Linked DNA regions of Mus musculus: regions 1 and 2 are each linked to region 3. The links are chromatin contacts, called in public Hi-C maps. All regions are on one chromosome and are shown on one strand. Each heading gives the region's core, a stretch centred on a gene start, on an enhancer-like site or on the middle of the called end of the contact. The rest is flanking DNA. Distances are from core to core; before and after follow the strand shown.

Region 1 (3,939 bases), core at 89-2,588, 99 kb before region 3:
TACTTTGTTTTCATTATTTAAAAGAATTCTCAGATACTTTTGTAATTCATTCCAGTAGACATATTTTATAAGTGAAAAAGGAGAGGGATTGTTGTTTAAAGCAATGGGACTTAACATTTTAAGCCCATTACCTTTGAACCAACACGTCCACTCATCTATCATCATCTATCATCTATCATCATCTATCATCTATCCATCTATCTGTCTGTCTATCTATCTACTATTTATCTAGCTATTTGTCTATCTATTATCATCCAGCTACCTCTTTTAGGCTTAGATTTTGCAAGAAAAAATTTTTATTCTTGAACATAGGTGGATATCTGTGCCTTGAGTTTACAACCCCGTATGTGTGAAGTGTGGACTCTTAGCATGTTACTGGGTTTGCAGGTAAAATTATTTTTCATGGGATTTTTCAAAAATAGAATTTCACTTTTCTCTGAGTGAAAATATTTAGGCTAATGAACTTTCTGTTAGATTCCTCAAGTCTACGGAAATATAAACTAGGTTACCTGCCAACGAAAAGAGCAATGGGATGTGGGGAAACACAGTTCTTACAAATGCATAGCTTCTAAATATGTGCTAGATTGATTTGATTCCTGAATAAAGCTTGCTTTTACCACCTCCATTTAATTAAGAATAACCAAGACACACACACACACACACACACACACACACACACACACACGTATGTGTATATGTATATGTATATGTATATGTATATGTATATGTATATGTATATGTATATGTATATGTATATGTATATGTATATGCATATGTATATGTATATGTATATGTATATGTATATGTATATGTATATGTATATGTATATGTATATAATATCACAAAACCTCTTCCTTTTATACAGATGATGAGTCTCCAGGTTAAGTGGGTAGAGGTTCACCTCAGATTATCTACAAACACTGAGTAGGTTCCCGAATGTGACAACGCTACTTTCTCAATTAAATGCAACTTTAAAGGCACACCCTATCCACCCATTATCACACATACCCACACCTACAGGGACCCACAGCTACACACTTTAAAAGTTATAGGGGAAAACCTGCAGAAACTGCCCTTAGTGGCTAAATGACTACAATCCCAGGACTCTAGAGTTGTGATATCTAAAATTGTTGCAGGTTGAAGGCAGTAACAGCTTACTTCTACCCTTTTGCATAGCTTCTGCACATCCCAGCATGCTAACAGAGTAATAAGACTTCCCCTTAAAGGAAAAAGTGCTCATTAGCATTTTGTAATTCCATGTTGTGTATCAGGTTTCTTCCAGGTTATGAAAAGGTTGGGGATCCACTCACGGTAGCGCATCAAAAGTGTAAAGGCGGCAGGTGAATTTCTCTTTGTTGTGGGCTCCGAGAAATAATCGTTTAAAGGTCAGTTGCACTAGAAAAAGAACATTTGTTTAATAAGTAACTCATTTTGGGATATGCTGCACTTTTAAAGGTTACAGAACAGAGCAAGTTGCTAGTGATGTCAGCAAGAAGTATATTAAAATCATTGGTCCTATAAGAACAATGCTTTGTTTGATTCAAGTTTCCACACATTCTTGTATAGCCCACCATACATTTCCAAAGAGCCCATGTTCAGATTAGGAAGATATCTCAGTGGGTGATGATTTGCTGTGCAGATAAAAGATTCTTAGTTGAAACTTCTATAACCAACACTTAAGAAAATATAAAAAGAGCTAACTATGGTTGTGTAATGTCAACATTAAAGGGAAGAGAAGCAGGGAGATCCTGGGAGATTTTTGGTAAGGTAGCCTGGCCAAAACAGCAAACTTCCAATTCAGTGAGACAACCTGTCTCAAAGGAATCGGGTGCAGAGCCACAGCAGAAGACATCTGTGGCTTCTGTGTTCATGCTCAGGTTCACCCAGCTGCATACTCCCATGCATTACAACAGACACACCACACATACAACACACACCACACATACAACACATACAACCTAAACTTCTCATAACATGAGTCCAAAGACCCTTGACCTGCACACTTTACCTCTCTTCTCAGTTGCTAAAAACAACAGTAAGTGCACACAAGAGCATGTCAGAATGTGACACTCACATGCACGAGCACACACACACACACACACACACACACACACACACACATTGCACACACCCTATTTGCCCCACTCCCTCAGAGCTATTATTCTATAAGGATGTCTGTGAATCATGGGTTACATGTTTCTTCTTGAGTTCCTGAGACTGTGAAACAAAATGGTCTTGATACCAAGTCCTATATGAAAAGAAGACATTATTGATTCAGCTATATAAACAAAAGCTATTGATTTATCTTTTCCCAGTCCAAGACCAACTTCCCACCCTGCCCTCCTCTGGAAAAAAAAGACAAAGAGAATTTGATTTGGCAATGAAATGAAAAGTTAATCTGATATATAGACAAAAGAGAAAGAACAAAAAAAAATTTGGAATAGGGGCAAAAATCTTTTAATTCTAGAAGGGCTTTTTTTTTTTTTTAATAAGAACTGAATGAAAGCAGTACTTTATTTAACACAACTCGTGTGCTATTAAAATTTTTTGCCTTAGGGATATGATGTACAACAAATAAAAGCTGTTTAGTTGTTTTTATATTTAGCCTTTTATTTTGTCTTTGTGAGGCAATGTTTTAAAGCTGTAATAATTTTCTCTAGAGCATTAGCTCATTGCTTGAGATAAGTATATGAAGAAATAACTCTAAGAAAAACCTTCTGATCGTTTGATTGCTTGTGAGTTACATTCCTTCCCCCTCTACACATCCGCTGCTAAGCTCCTTAGTTAGAATATTGTCTGGGTAGCAAATTATAAGTCCTCAGATTTTTATAATGAGTTGATTTTTAACACACGATGACTTGTCTATTTAATTACAGTGTGAAAACAATACATTTTCAAAAAAAATGGACTGAGATTCACCATTTAGATAAAAGGAGCTGGAAAGCTCATAACACTCGGACTATTGTAAGGTTCTTTTAAAAAAAGAAAAGAAAACTCCCCAGAAGTCTACGAGTCATTTGCAATTAGAAAAGAATGTGACACTCTTATTTCAAGCAACTTGGCTATGAATCGTGGAGCTATTCCCTTAATTTGACTTGCTGTTCATTTGAGAGAGGGCAAAATCTATTTCCTGGGCAATTTTGCAAAGCAAAGATATTAATACTTTGGGGCTTAATTGTATCCTGTGTTTAAATACACCCTGGGTGAAACTCAGACCTTGGCTTAATTGCTGTGAGAAATAGCCTGATTTCTCCGAGATTAGGCACACGCTCCGTGCTCTTTGACCCCAGAGCACCTCCTTCAGAATTAATCTTCTAAGGTAGAAGGATTGCTTTTCTGTGTGCAGCGGGGCCATTGGCGACAAACGAGGACTTAATAAACTAACTTCGCCCTTCCAAGACTTCCCCGTCAATGTTTCTCATCTATTCACTTCACACATCTCTTGTCCAGCAGCTTATTAGTAAATAACCCTAAACTTGGCAGGGGAAATCATTTTAATGGCATCTTTTTTAATTAGAGGACTTTGAAATTTAAATTGGCTGCCTCGGAAATAAATCTATAAAAGAAAACTTTCATTTTTACTAATGAAACATGAAGCGCTCAAAATAGCCCCTTTCAAGCAAAGTCCACAGTCCTCTTGAAAAGACAAACAATTCATATTTACTTAAAATTCTGCTCTGCAGCTGTATTGTGTCGAGTTCATCTCGTGTTCGAAAGTGCTTCTGCTTTCCCAGCATCCCCTCAGAACTGTTTCTGTAAGATGTAACTCAATGTTCTGGTTCTAAAATATTTATATTAATCAAAGTTCAGGCTGTTTATATTTTTTGGCAATAGAGCTTTTCTTTTAAAATGATGCTCTTGCATTTAACTAAACAAAAGTGCTGAAACTGCCTGTCATACAAATTTCAACACGGTACAGTCGGCGATAGAGCTGTGAGG
Region 2 (4,473 bases), core at 219-2,718, 100 kb after region 3:
GACAGAGAAGAACCGAGCATCCTGCAAAGTGCAACTTTTAGTAATTTCCCTGCAGGAAGCTTACACTTTGTGATCTTGATTCTTTGTATCTGCTTCTGAGTCTTGAAGGGTCATTTGACACCTGCCTGCATTTGATCGGGTAGATTCTTGTAAAACAACGCCACAGTTTTGTAGGTAATATGTGCTAGAAATGAGGTGTGTTGTGGACGAAGACTGTTTTACAAGCATGCTTATCTAAATTGAAGGTTTTGATGACGTACTAAGAATAGCAATGTTTGTAGCTGAGCGGAAAAAGGACTTAGATTCTTGTAGGTATCTTGGTCAGTTCCGAGTCAGTTCACTCAGGCTCAACTGTTTTGGAACTATTTTAAGCAAAGATTAAAACATTTCTACTTGGAAGCTAGATGAAAATCATAGGTTGGTTAGGCTTTCTGTTACATAACACTAGTTCTTCAGGCATACCCAAATACTCATCTCTGCAAATAATTCCTGATTAAAGGTTGAAAAGGCATTTAATCATCAGATTACGCTAATTAGAGTGATCTTATCAGAAAAGTAGACTGAGACTATTCTGTAAAATCTTCGGTTGCCTGAGATGCTCTCAAAGATTGGGTGAAGAACTGGCTTTTTTTTTTAAAAATTCTTTAAGAACAGCTTAAGGAAATGGTTTGTTTAATATAAAGATAGATGGCTAATTACTGTAATTAGGTACTGTGAATCATAACACATAGTATACTGACCTGAGTGGTCACCAACAAGGAGTGAGTGGGCCCTATTAGACTTCAGTTAGTCACCCGGATCTGATGTGTAGGTTTTCTTAAGCATGTGTTATATACTAGAGAAATTCCTTAATGTAATTTTGATGTAAGTCGTTATTTTTAGGCAGGTCACGGACCATAAGAATAGAAAGGTCCAATCAGCTAAAAATACTTTTAAACACACACACACACACACACACACACACACACACACACACACACACACACATATATATTAGGTCATTGGTTGATACATTAAATGCAGTAATCTGCATATTTCTAAAACAAATTTTAATTCAATAAGTTTTGAAAGCTTATTATTTGTGTTCCCCCCCCCTTCCTTTTTTATTTGACAAGCAAATACTCCCTGGGGAAAATCAGTTTAAGGAACTGAACTCATAATACCTTCCCATAGAGTGCAGTTATGGGACATGCTTTGGAAATGTCTGAGGAGCACAAAGCAAATTCCGATACAATTTGTTTAATTACAACAAAAATACAGCACTATGAAGTCATAGTGTTTGTCTTCATAGAGGGTTTTATGCATTGTGGTGGTAAGTAAAATCCCATCACACTTGTATAAATTTGTTCAATTACCAGAACAACTAAAAGGAAAAAAAAAATCAATTTAGGTTGAAAAGCAACAGAAATTAGATTACCTTGGTTAGTAGAAACTTGCCAGCAGTGTTGAAATTGCTTAATAATATCAAAAGCCACACCAGCAGTGTGAGGGCGTTGGCTTCTGTTGTAATATGCACATGTTTGCTTACTGGGTTAATTTTTTTTTTAATGTATCTCTTCCCTTTTCTCTTCCTGTTTTTATTTTCACGGAAATTGTCAGATAGCATGCGAGAAGCTGTACATTTGGGTGTTATCGTTCCTTGTAGAGGTTGCTTTCTTAGACTCTTTGATCAGTTAATATTTTGGATCAGTGTTGTGAAATGCTATGCATGATTTTAGGAATCTGAAGAAACTCCCTCCATCACAAAGGAGCCAGTTAGCAGCCCCAGGAACACTTTAGGATTTCTCTCTCTCTCTCTCTCTCTCTCTCCCTCTCTCTCTCTCTCTCTCTCTCTCTCTCTCTCTCTCTCTCTCTCTCTCTCTCTCGTTTATCACCAACACTAGAGTTATATGGAACCCTCGATCTTAAATTCTGAGCACAATAAAGTAGTACAGATAGCTGGGCACCTGTTTTATGGCCACCTTGATTCATTCTGCCACGGAGCTTCACCCAGTTGCAGTAATAGTCACAAGGGCTGCTCCAAAGCCACCGGGCTGTTTTTAGGTCATGAAGTCAACTTCCTGGAATTTCTAGGGAAACCAGTTGAAAGGAGGAGGACAAATGTCACTTTAAATAGAGATGTTTAAACCAGATTTCTGCCTGAGGGTAAAATTTAGGTCTCTCTTAGCCCGGATGTAATGTCTCCCTCTGCAGAGCAAGGCATTAATCAGGGCAGGGCATGAAAACGGGGGACGAAAACGGGTCCCAGTTGGTTCTGCCGTTGATGCCTTCCTTGCCCCAATCTGTGAGGAACATCTTACAAACATTAAAAGGCAGACACGGTACCTCACATCAATTTCTGAATTTCAGCACTGCAATTAGTTTCTTTAAAAGAAGCCCACATAAAGCTGGGGATGGGCTAAGATAAAACCTGGACCCCCTCGAAGCCATTTTAAAGGGGTGGATCTAGCACTTCATAAAATCAGATGTGCAGGGTTGAGAAGCATGCCGGAGAAGCACCCCTAAGTCAATGACCAATTTTTAATTCTATTCTAGAATATATTAAATAACCTTGATATATATTTTTAAATTATCCGATAGAAAAAAAGAAATGGCGATAAAAGAGAACGTTAATCCTTGGCTGTGAAGGATGGTGGAAGCTGCTAAGATGGTTGCTTAACCTGAGACAGATCATCAAATCCAACCAATATTATTTTGTCAGAACAAAAGCATATAGAGCCTGTGTCCTTTTCTGATATGCACAATGAAATTTTAGCTCAGTAGTGACAAAAAGATGGGCCAGGGCAGTCTAATAAATAATGAAAAAGGCATGGCTTAGCCATCAAAGCATACCGTTTAACCCCATTCTTTGCCATCCATATACACAAAGCAAACAATTTATATTCTGATCCTCTTGATACAATGGTATTTCTAGATAGTTTTAGGTTAAGAATTAATGCAAGTTTAAAATCCAAACTCTGTTTGGTTGCTTGATGCATCTCTTTGGAAATGATTTGGCGAGTTCAGCTCTGTTCTGCTTTCAAGGACTTTTCAGCCTTTGGACCATAAAGCAGCCACACTGCCCACTGTTGCCACTCTCCGTGACACTGCTGTGCCGGTCTATACGTCTGACTGTACTCCAGCATTGGACGGCAGAACAATCTAACCCCAACTACTGTCAAAATGGCAGTTGGCTGGTGGGGCGGGACTTTGGTCTTGACTAATGCTTTTTTTTCCCCCTTAGAGGATAGTAACCCAGAGTTACTAGTTTGCCATAAGATGGCTGAACCATGACACAATGTTGATAAACTTAGTACTTAGTGTTTATTTTCCGTAGAGTACCATGATGTAACCAGTTCCCAGCTTCCATTTAGGTAGAGAAAGAGTTGTTAAAAATGATTTTTCTGTCTTCCCTTAAAAGCAACATTTATTTTCTTTTTCTTTTTCTTTTTTCATTCCACACATACCTTCCACAGGGAAATTTCAGTCTTCTGCATTAAAAGCATCTGTCTTTTAGTGCTCGGTGCTGTGGTTATTGATTTGAAATTACTTTTCTTACACATCCTTTTCTCCACTAATTTCCGCCCCCCTTCCCTCAGTGCTAGGAATTGAGCCTTCTAGTTGCTACTAAGCAAGGCTCTCCCTATTGTCCCATCCCCAGCTTCTTCCTTGCCCTCCTCATTTTTCGATCCTTAAAGTTGTTTTCGTTCCTAAAGTCCTCAGTTTTCTTGTGGCTGTTGGGACTATCCTTTGGTAGTGCTGGATTCTGGTCCCATGTTCCAGCCATTCGTTGCCAGGTGCTTGCTGAAGGCTTCCTGTGAATCGACACAAGGCACACTGGAGACTGATAGGCTGTGTATGTTTACAAAAAGATGGATACGATACAAAACTACTTCATTGTGTCAACAAATAGAAATTATAGCCTAGAGTTAAGATACCCTGGGCTTCTGTGGTGGGGAATAAAATACCGGGCTAGTTGTGCTTTCTCTGATTGCTTTAATAGGAGAATAAAGAGGAACACTAACACCCTTTGCCTATTTGGTTGTGAGTGCTGTGGTACCCACAGTGTACACAAAAGGCAGTTCACATATTGTTACATCCTCCATTTTAAAATGCCTTCGCTTATTTTATTGTTTCCTGGGGGTGAGGGAGGAATCTAATGAAATAAAATTTTGTCTCTGTGATGTTTCTGTTATTAGCATGAAAATTAACCCCTGTTTATATTTTTGTTAGTTTTGCAGTCTGGGGTTAAAAAACTGGAGCCCAGCACAGGCAGGTATCTGAACCACACTCACATCCTATAATGGTTATTTGCTCATTAACAATGTTTTTTATTTTATTTATTTATTTATTTTTATTTTTGAAAGCATCTCCTTTGTGGGACATGTCGATTGAAGAATGTAATCCCAGGACATAGGAGGCTGAGGCAGGAGAATTGCCATGAGCTGGAGATCAGTCTGGCTTCTATAGGGAGTCCTTGTATTAGAAAGCCAA
Region 3 (4,447 bases), core at 214-2,713:
AACCTCTGTCTTCCTCTCGCAGTGAGTTGCTTTGCATAGTTTGCACTTTTGCCTGCCCAGGCTCCTCCGGGTTTATTTCACAACTCTTTTCCCTGCTGCTGACCTGGAGCTATGTTAAGCGACCATCTAAAAGAATGCTTTTCTAAACGATTGTTTCTGAGCACTGTTCTTTTAGTCAACATAGATTTGTTAAGCACCAGTTAATGTCAAGTACTTCCAGATTTCAGAAATAATAGAACACACTGTTGTCTTCTCCAGAACTTCCGGGGCTTTGGAGAAGACATGTATCTATGGAGAGAAACTCCAATCAATCCACTAGTCTGTGTGTAAATGGAGAAGATCTTCTGTGAGACTGTAATTTTTCAAAACAGCTTGTCTCAACTCATCTTGAGATAGAAAGGAAAGGATAGAAAACAAGGAGTGGTGACATTTGGCCAGTGGGACAAAGGTCAACTCCATCCCACCTTGTTTGTCCTCCTGCCACATGCCACCCCCATGCATGTCATGGGGGCTGGGGTGGCTGAATAGGCTTTTAGAGATGGCTGCAGGGTGGGGTGAGGGAAAAGCTCAGAACAGGGCAGGGGGAAACTGGTTGTGTGTGAAGCCTGGGCTAAATTCGAATGTTTGAGTGATCTAGTCTCACAGATGATATTCCATCACATATCAGATTGAGATTATGAAACTTTCTGGAGGGTAATCCCCTTGGAAGTCTTTAAAATGTGGTAAGACCCAACCTTCCGACAAAACCGCTTCCCAGTAGCCTGCAACCTTAATTTCCTCGTTTCTTCCATTCCTCCTTAACAAGGGTCCTTCCCTCCAGCTTAGTCACAGGGCTGAGAGATAAAGAAAAGGGGGCATATTTGACAACAGAAGCAAATTATTTTCCTTCTTTCTGGCTTCACTGACTTCTTTCTGACTTCCACACTATCGGTAACCGAAGCCATCCCTTCTACCATTTCCGATGTTTCCAGTCTTGTTTGCTTGAAGCCTCATCCACAGTGTAAATGTCAGCATGCAGCCACTCCTCACCACCACACACACACAAGGTTATATGGGCTTATGGCTTTGTTTGTTTGAGGTGGTGTTGCTTTCTTTAGTATTCTCGGTTAAAAAATCACAGAACTGGCAACCTGGTTTCTTCTTTCTAGATTTTCCTCTTCCCTGTACATTTTCCCTGCTCTCTTTTCTTAGACGAGCCTACTTTTCTTGCTAGATTCCTTAAGATTTACAGTAAACTGTGTCAGGAAGCACGTGACTCACTTCAGTTTTGCTGCTCGATGCATTCAGAGGGCTACCCTGGAGAGAGCTGTTTAATCTAAACCTCATTGGGTGGCCCGTCCCGGAAGCCTCTGCCACCGCTGATGAAATGACAGAAGTCCTCTCCGAAGCGCTTAGATGAGAGCTGGTTGTTAGAAAGCTGCTCCTGAAGAAGTAAGTTCTGATCGGCAGTGGGGCAACAGTCATGAGATTCTTGTGAAATGTTTGCTCTCTGAAGAGTTCACAAGCTGTGGCGAGTCTGAGCACTCTCCGTGAACACCCTGCAGCCCTGTCCACCCACACTGGCCCAGGTGCAGAACCTGTGAGGTCGCCGTTTGGCAGGGTCACACCAACCTCATGGGAGACAGACAGAGGTAAATCCTGTTTCCTGGCTCTCAAGGAAAGCAAGTCCGGTCAGTTCTAAGGCTGCCATGGGCTTATCTGGTCGTTATGCTTAGTTCCAGCATCCATTCAGGTGTTCTGAGCGTTCCCTGGGCTCAGTTCTGTTGAGTTTGTTCAGCACAGAGACTGAATAAGGCTTAACAAGGAATTAGTTAATTCCTGTAAGTGCATGAGAATCTTTATGCTGGAGAAAAGAAACAATAATTTAAAAATAAAGACTATTTTGATTGTACATACCAACATACTTGGATAATGTCTACTCTTTTATTTTTAAGGCTTTCAGTTAACAAGAGTTACTTAGATGGGGGCAAGGTGGCTTTCATATTTTCAAGCCACTTTCCCTCAGCCTTACATATATAAGTATATTTAAAACCAAATTAAATAATGTATTTTGAAAGCGCTTATATTCATCTTACTGCCAAGCAAAGATCCAATTACTCCAATAGATTGAATTTTGTGGAGAAGCAGAATTGCTAACCAGTCTGTACCCAGTGACGTCGGGCAGTTTCTTGAAGAACAGGTTATTGTATGCTCGGCTTGTTTTCAGATCATTGTAGGATCAAAGAATAAAAAAGGGCAACACAGGGCAAGGCAGACAAAGCTTGTTGGATGAATGAAAATTGATGGTGTTAATGATAATAGGATTGATTTATAAATTGTCTTACCTCTGCAACTTTCTATGTTTATCTTTTTAGTAAATTACAAAAGAATACTCCAGCATTCTGACTGGCTAAAAAGTTAAATCGAGGGCTGTAGAATGGTCACAAGTAACTTTTTTACCACCATACTTAACAAAATGTTAATTAAATAGAAAAAAATTTAAAATTATCCCATAAAAACTTGGGTACATGAAAGCTGAAAATGGCAACAGCGTGGGGCAGATTCAAGCCCAGATGCCCCATGCCTACCAGCACCAGAACCCTGATGCCAGGGCCTGGACTCCTATTCATTATTCAGAACTCACTTGGCCTTTTTAGGTTTCCTGTATCTGATCCTCTGGTGTAAGAGGATTTTTATAAGGCCATTCATTCCCTGAAGAGGGAAGCCTAAAATCTTTGTTGTTGTTGTTGTTGTTTTGTTTGTTTATTTGTTTGTTTTACCACAAAGTGCTCACACCAAAGCCAACTGGGCTAGCACATCGTTTCCCCTGCCCAGCATTCCATTCCTGCACTGGATGTGGCTATGTCCAAAGGCTCGTTGGCCTTCGCATCCTAGTGTGATGGGTGATGATCCCCAGAATGCCTCCTACTTCTCTCTCCTGAATAACTTTAGTCTTGATTGCTGCTTGTGATGTGCCTGGTCCTCTGCTTCCTCCTTGGAGTCTGTCTTCAGTTTCCCACCTGTCCCATGTCCTTTATTGAATGATGAGTGACGTAAGAAAGGAATAGCAAGAATCTGTTAATACACTGGCCTGTACTTGGCTGATTTTTCACTCAGGTTTGTGTCGGAGCAGCAACCCTGTGGCTTTTTCCCCTGTTTAAACTAAAGGACAAATTACCTAACAAGGGAGATTTGAGAATCCATCCCAGGCAATGAGGAAAAGTTATGGCAACCAATAGAAGGATTGTAGATTCCGGTTGTTAAATTCATTAGCTTTCAAAAATGTTCCTTGTAGGGTGGAGACCCTTCTCACCTGAGTGGTTACATAGCTTGGAGGAAGCCCTCGATTCAGTCCACAGCACTGTAAAACTGGGCAAATTGGCACACATTCGTAGTCCTAGGACTCTGGAAGAAGAGGTAGGAGAAGCAAGAACTCAAGGTCACCCTTGGATGATGCATAGGGAGTTCAACTCCAGCCAGGCTACATGAGAGCCTGTCATCACACACACACATACAGAGAGAGAGAGAGGGAGGGAGAGAGAGAGAGAGAGAGAGAGAGAATCCTTGCTTGAACAGAGAGCTTATGAGTCTACGTTTCTTTACCTTCTTTAGTTCGGTAAACAGGGAGAACATTAATTCAGTCTCAAGAAGGCAGTATTCTGCCTTACCCCAGCGGGAGACAAATTGGTACCTGGCAGGGAAAATTATATGTCAAAAAATGATAAAGAAATGATAAGAACTGGCCCCAGTTATCGATTCATTCCACAAATGTCCTTTAGGGCTTGTAGTGTTTTAAGGCTTAGTGATAAGGAGACGTGTAAACAAATAGGTGCAGTGTTTGTTGTGGGCACAGATGAGCATCTATACAGGGATGCAGAGGAGATGGCACACATGGCTGTCTGATGAAATCAAGTTGACTGCCTTGAGCAGAAGCCTAACAAAAAATCTTACACATTTTATACTCAATTTAGATAAGGCATTAAGAATTTTAACTCTATAAAATAAATTAGGAAGATGAGTCTCTCTCTCATAAGAGTATAGATCATAGAAGATCAGTTAAGAAATATAAGGTGTGCATTAAAAAGCATCGAGTGGTTGTAAATGAATAGGGGTGTATAGTCTACACGCTACCTGGATTTCAATCCCGGCTCCCTCGTTTGACTAACAGTGTGAAGTGGACATGTCGCTTAATTTCTTTTGGCCCAGCTTTCCTCATTTAGAGTTGAAATTAGTGTTAAAAAAGAAACTGGAAAATGTTTAGCACTGCAACTCTGACACACAAGTATAAAAGGTTAGCTCTTAGCAATATTACAGTTAAATATAGTAGAAAACAAACTACTAATTTTTTTAAACTTGAAACGGCTACCTCAACAACAAGATCATATATTTCAAAGCACTTACTAATGAAAACTTAGATAATTAAAACAAAAAGAACTCTCAGGCACAACGGGCCTTGCACTATTTATGC

What was found. Hi-C and Micro-C count contacts between places; a contact is called where the count stands out from the background.
Region 1: a contact with region 3 is called in a Hi-C map of liver, with 2.5 times the contacts expected there. The contact joins two enhancer-like sites. A contact is called at or near these places in 2 of 39 promoter capture datasets (frontonasal cranial neural crest and maxillary cranial neural crest), 1 of 15 datasets of contacts at CTCF or cohesin (the NIH/3T3 cell line), 9 of 484 Hi-C or Micro-C datasets (bone marrow-derived macrophages, cerebral cortex, cortical neurons and 5 more) and 1 of 115 datasets of contacts at active chromatin or transcription factors (liver).
Region 2: a contact with region 3 is called in a Hi-C map of liver, with 2.2 times the contacts expected there. The contact joins two enhancer-like sites. A contact is called at or near these places in 19 of 484 Hi-C or Micro-C datasets (bone marrow-derived macrophages, cortical neurons, embryonic stem cells and 6 more) and 7 of 115 datasets of contacts at active chromatin or transcription factors (bone marrow-derived macrophages, embryonic stem cells, extraembryonic endoderm stem cells and 4 more).

The regions. Positions count from the first base shown.
Region 1 is chr3:149,179,715-149,183,653 of GRCm38.p6, reverse strand. Gm30382 (a long non-coding RNA gene) reads left to right here. Exons shown (of 3, transcript XR_001784032.1): 3 at 1,272-2,467. Among named protein-coding and RNA genes, the nearest start is that of Gm52619, 5.6 kb to the right of the region's middle. Within about 2 kb of position 1,338, at least 3 of the 459 cell types and tissues checked have an H3K27ac peak or open chromatin away from gene starts, as enhancers often do. A contact at or near this core is called in liver, where this site is marked.
Region 2 is chr3:148,979,581-148,984,053 of GRCm38.p6, reverse strand. It overlaps a transcript of Adgrl2 not described here. Among named protein-coding and RNA genes, the nearest start is that of Gm30827, 17 kb to the left of the region's middle. Within about 2 kb of position 1,468, at least 15 of the 459 cell types and tissues checked have an H3K27ac peak or open chromatin away from gene starts, as enhancers often do. A contact at or near this core is called in liver, where this site is marked.
Region 3 is chr3:149,080,622-149,085,068 of GRCm38.p6, reverse strand. It overlaps Gm30575 (a long non-coding RNA gene), which reads right to left. Exons shown (of 3, transcript XR_003954583.1): 1 at 1-4,447. Among named protein-coding and RNA genes, the nearest start is that of Gm30575, 4.5 kb to the right of the region's middle. Within about 2 kb of position 1,463, at least 14 of the 459 cell types and tissues checked have an H3K27ac peak or open chromatin away from gene starts, as enhancers often do. A contact at or near this core is called in liver, where this site is marked.